2 separate regions of the Mus musculus genome follow, and region 2 is linked to region 1. Evidence: chromatin contacts called from public promoter capture Hi-C data. All regions are on one chromosome and are shown on one strand. The core of a region is the stretch at or near the end of the contact, and the rest is flanking DNA. Distances in the headings are between cores, read along the strand shown.

Evidence for each region. Capture Hi-C pulls out chosen DNA fragments and counts their contacts.
Region 2: a contact with region 1 is called in a promoter capture Hi-C map of liver. The contact joins the promoter of Ccdc126 here to the promoter of Tmem176b in region 1. A contact is called at or near these places in 2 of 39 promoter capture datasets (the 3T3-L1 cell line and embryonic stem cells), 3 of 115 datasets of contacts at active chromatin or transcription factors (astrocytes, microglia and pancreatic cancer cells) and 1 of 9 other capture datasets (liver).

What each region holds. Positions count from the first base shown.
Region 1 is chr6:48,839,995-48,842,694 of GRCm38.p6, reverse strand. It overlaps Tmem176b (transmembrane protein 176B), which reads left to right and starts at 1,321. Exons shown (of 7, transcript NM_001164207.1): 1 at 1,321-1,699. Tmem176a (transmembrane protein 176A) reads right to left here and starts at 1,212. Exons shown (of 7, transcript NM_025326.4): 1 at 1,106-1,212; 2 at 294-491; 3 at 1-106. The coding sequence starts at 488.
Region 2 is chr6:49,317,853-49,320,552 of GRCm38.p6, reverse strand. It overlaps Ccdc126 (coiled-coil domain containing 126), which reads right to left and starts at 1,279. Exons shown (of 3, transcript NM_175098.6): 1 at 1,073-1,279.

The DNA of each region.
Region 1 (2,700 bases), core at 72-2,571:
TCCCAGTCCAGAAGGGGGCGCCTTCGGAATACATGGCTAAATAATGGCCTATGTAGAGGGTTCCACCCAGAACCACACTCAGAGCCCCCAGCACAGTCTGCACCACCTGGAAGAGAGAGGACTTGAAACACAGCTCTCCAGCAGCAGGGCTACCTGTTAGCTGCAACTGTCTGTACACACAGACAAAATCAACTCAATGTCTTAGGAGGACAGATGTATAGAGGAGGCCAGAGGAAAATATGGCCCAAATGAGGGTCCCTCCCTGGGCCCATCAAGCACGTAGCTACTCTCACCCAGGAGGCCACCAGCACTCTGCTGCTGCCCTGGCTCTGGGTGGAAGCGGATGCTGGAATCCTTAGCAATGAGCATCCGGCCAGCAGAAGTTTGGCCAGAGCAGACTCCTGGTGGATGTGCACATCAATGTGGGTGGGTTGTGGAGCCTCAGGGTCCACCTTGCCGACGACTGCAGTCTCCATGTCTGTGGACATCGTCTGTGAGGGAGAAAAGGAAAAGCAGGAAGAAATATTTGGCAGATGTTTCAGAGGCGGCTTGGAGTTGGGGGCTAACAGAGACACAGAATGGCTGCCCCTGGCTGTGGAGCTGTATCTTCAGCTCTTTTGGAGGGTTGTCTGTCAGGGAAGCCTGATGCTGGAGTACCCGCTTCACCCCACATTTGCTTTGTGCCCCACTGCCATGGTCTTCAGGAGCCTGATGTTTGGATCAAGCAGAACGCACACAACCTATCTCTTCACCCAACCTCTGATTGGATCTCTTCTCCCCAGCATTTTCTGAATCCAGGTCAGAGGCCAAGCCCCTTAAACAGTGTCCCCCTCTAACTGCCCCATAAGCTTCTGTTGCAATTATCTCTTCCCTACCAGGGTCCCAGGGACCACCTCACCCAGACGCCACCATCTCCTTGGATGAACGACAAGCACTGACTGACCCTGTCCCCACAGAATTGAGTGGTAGAGATGGAGGCCATACCTGTCCCTGGAGGCACACCCCAGTGTGTCCACTCCCCTAGCAAGCTCGCAGGGCGTCAGACTGGATGGATCTGGATGGACTGGGAAACGAGCTATGCTAAAGTGATGGTGGGCTGTCTTACCTGATTCCTCTGGGACCGGGGAAGTGTGCAGCAGGGAAGGCCAGAGCTCACACAGAGGCGCTGGCAGTAGTTGAGAACTTCAGCCCTGGCAGGAGGAAGAACCTGGGTGGGAGCCAGAAGGGGAGGGGGAATGGGCAGACCTCAACACTTCCTGGCAGGCAGCTGGGACTGAGGGCCCCTTTAGGGGTTTTCCAGCAGGCAGCTCCTCACTGGGCACTGGAGAGCTGGAGAAGGTGGGCGAGGTAAGAGCTGGGGTTGGCACTGATTGTTCCTGTGGAATCCTTTGATTGCACAGTGCTCTCTCTCCCAGTCAGGGATAGAGCTTTCTGAGCAGGTGCTGGCCTGTGCCACCTTGGGTGTATGAGTGTATCTGTGTCACCTGTATCCCTGCTCCAGCAGGCCTGATCATCTACTCCTGATGGACCCCCCTCAAGTGGGGCCCTTTCCTGTCAGCTACTTGCTGGCAAACTGAGAGACTCCATGTCAGGCCCCATCCCTCCACCCCCTTCTTGCTCTCCTCTCTCTGGGGTCAGCTTTAAGCCAGCTCCTCCCAGACCTCTCAGTTCCAGCCCCACCCATCGCAGAGGACAGCAGGTGAGACAGGACCCTTCACGGCCCCTTGGTAGCCCCCTTTTGAAGCATAGGGTTCCTTCTTCTCTGGAAGAGTCTCCAAGTCTACTCCTCAAGCTCCATCTTGGCTCAGGATGCTTCTCCTTCCTTCTATCTCTGCTTTCCTGTAGGACTCTGGGGAGGGAGGGATGTGTTGGACAGAGGATGTGACTCTGGAAACAGGGCTGAGGCTGGGGAGGTCAGAGTCTGGCTTTACCTTCCATAGTTATCAGTGCCTCACGCCTGCGTTCTAAGAGCAGGGCCTTTGAGACCACGCAGAGGTGGGACAGCTGTGGGGACACGGGGTGTTCTTTTTCTTTGTTTCTGAACACTGGGAGGAGGGATATCAGAGAGCCACTATCTGGAGCGGTGCCAGAAGTGGTGAGAGGCTTCTTGGTGCCTAGGGCTTTAGTTCCTGCTCTGCAGAGGAAGCAGAGGGATTCTGGGTGGCCAGGGCAGGGATAGCACTGGGGGTCTAGAGGGGGCCAGCACCCAGACAACTGAGACTTTATTCCTGGAACCTCAAGGGAAGGTGTGAACCTGAGGCCTTCATTTGTGTTTCTCTTCGTCCCTCCTGAAAAGTTGTCAGACTCCTGTGCTTTCGGCTCTGAGGTGCACGGGTGAGTGGAAGGTGCTCCGTGGCGTGGGGGAGAACATGAAGGGATGCAAAGGGAAGTGACTGGAGTGGCCGTCAATATCCAGTCAGAACTGATGCTTAACCAGACTGCCCAGGAGAGCCACTGGGCAGAACTTCTTTTGGACAGAGGCAAGCCATCAGAGGGGCTAAATGGTTGTTATAAGCCCATAACAGGAGACAGTGGGAAGCTGTGTTAAGCTCTGTGCTGATTAGAATGGAGGCCACGCTGAGGAAGTAATCAGGCAGAATATGAAGACCTCATGGGCCTGCCTGAGGCCCTATGGAAACTCGGAACAGTGGTTTTATTCAGTGGGAGAAAAGTAATATATACCACAGACCACAGTAGAAA
Region 2 (2,700 bases), core at 30-2,529, 480 kb before region 1:
TCCTGATCAGATTTACTGCATTCACTCAATGTGTCTCCAGACAAAAACTATAACCTGGGAACAGAAATCCTAAGTGGGTGTCAGGTGATGGTGGCGCACACCTTTAATCCCAGCACTAGGGAGGCGGAGGCAGGAGGATCTCTTGAGTTTGAGGCCAGCCTGGTCACGAATAAATGCGTAAGGGGATTTATAGTTTTCTGGTCTACTGAGTGAGTTCCAGGACAGCCAGGGCTACACAGAGAAATCCTGTCTAGAAAATGAGAGAAGGGGAGTGGGGAGGAGAGAAACGACTGAACCATTAGAAACAGTACAGAAAGTTGACATAGGGCAAAGCTGCAAAGGATCTGACGGACAAAGCCTTTAATCTCCTTTTAAGGGTTTCCTATGGGACCAGGCTAGGGAGGTGGGGGAGGTGAGTCCTTGTACAGTTATATACAGAGCTGATCCCCAGGAAAGCAGAGTCATCAATTTCCTTAGAACATTCTCAGCCATCTTAAAGGGGCGGAAATTAAGAAGCCAGCATATCTTAAGGAATTCTCTGCATGTAAGAAGTAAAAATATAAACTGAACACACAACCTAGTGATTAACCAAAAGTCCACACACTTCGAATCACATTCAAAACATCTTTTCATCAAATGAAAAACTCAAGGTGTAATAGCTTATTATCCATAAATCTAACAACTTAAAACTGTATGAGATCTCCATCTGCTGGATGAAACACATCGGCTTGGAGCCATTGCTTAGCCTGAATGAAGCAGCAGGCAGAGGGACGCCAGGGGTTCGAATCCTGGCTGCCTGGCCATTCAATTGCCACCGCCTGTACCTACAGCAGATAAAGTTCCTCCCCAGCCTCCCAGGAGAAGAGTTTGGCAGGTTTAATGGGCATTTCACGTCCTTCTCCTAACGAGAGAATTGAGCTGTCAAGAGTGGAGCACAAATGAGCGCGGCCGCAGAGACTGCCCATCCCCGCAGAGCACCGCGGAGCCCGGCCCGGCGGTCGAGGCTGTCAAAGTAGCAAAGCCGGGGCCGCAGGGACACCGCCTCCCGCCTCCCCAATCTCCTCCGTCTGACCTGGCCTGCTGGTTTCCTTTCAATCACGCGGGCCGCCGCCGCGGGGCTCACAAACTGGAAGTACAGCCACAGCCCGCCACGGGAGGGCGTTAGCGGCGCCGCAACAGCCTGCGGGCCAGGACGGAGGTAGGACCGAGAGCGCTCGGCACCCGGGGACGCTACTCCCGGTTTCCGCTCCGCCTCCCGGCCACCCTTCCCCCATTCTCCGGCCAGGGCCTACTGCGCGCGGCATTGTGGGGAATGTAGTCCCGCCTTGCGGAGAGACAGCACGTGCTGTTGGCCCAGGGGCTCAGGGCGACGCGGTTGCTTAGCAACTAAGAGGCGCAGCAGCTGCATTGCTACTAGAGAAAACTCAGCACCCTATTCGCCACTAGTGGTGAAGCATCCTACTATCTACCTTCCACTAGAAAAGAAACCCCTAATGCTGTTGTCTGACACTAGAGGGCATCCTAGTGTTGGAGAGTCCAATGTCCCCATGGTGCTCCTGAAGGTCCTCACTCAGGGAAATAGGATAAAAAAATAACTAAAAGGACTAAAGACTAATAGAAACAAACTATCCTTTTCTGAGGACTGGAGACCTAGCTCAAAAGTTCAGACAGTTTGCTGAGGGACCAGAAGACCAGAGTTCAATTACCAGCTCCCACATCAAGAGGTTCATAATCTCTTGGAACTCCAGCTCCAAGGGATCCCATCTGCTTCTGGCCTCTGCAGACCTCAGCACACTCACACACAATTACATGAATACAAATAAAGTGTTTTAAAGATATTCTTGTCACGGATGGTATAAATATGTATACACATGACAAATACAAAACAACTTGTAGACAAATTATTACAATTAATAAGAGTTTAACAAAGTTAATACATTTTTAAAAAATCAAGTACTTCGGGACTTGGTATGCAGCTTAGTGGTAGAACACTTGGCTAGCATGAATATGGCCCTGATTAAATGCTCAGCACACACAAAATTACACGTTAAAAAGTCAAATTGGGCTGGAAAGATGGCTGAGCCCTTGTGCTTAGAGAGCACTCGGGTTTAGTTTCCAGAATCCACATGGTGGCTCACAACCATCTGTCACCCCATTTCTGGATATCTGACAGTCTTCCTCTGGCCTCACCAGGAATACAGTTGGTACACTAAGGTATATGCAAGCAAAATACCAATACTCATAAAATTCTCTCTCCCTCTGTCTCTCTCTATCTGTGTGTGTATATGTCTCTGTGTGTGCCTCTCTCTGTGTGCCTCTCTGTGTGCATCTCTCTCTCTGTGTCTCTGTGTGTGTCTCTGTGTGTCTCTCTCTCTGTGTCTCTGTGTCTTTCTCTGTGTGTTTCTCTCTCTCTCTCTCTCTGTCGCTCTTTCACACATACATACACACACACACACACACACACACACACACACACACACACCAAACAAAACAGGAGGACCTGGAAATCAAATGCAGCCTGGGAAAGACAGTTTTAACAGCAACAAACAAAAGACAAGCCTTAAGAGTGGAATGAGACCCTTGAAATATATAAATCAAGAAAGGCCTTGTACTCAGAATGTACAAAGAATTTTAATCACAAGAAAAAGAATCAAGGGCAAAACAAAGTGTTCCATCTGTAGAACACCAGCACATGTAGGG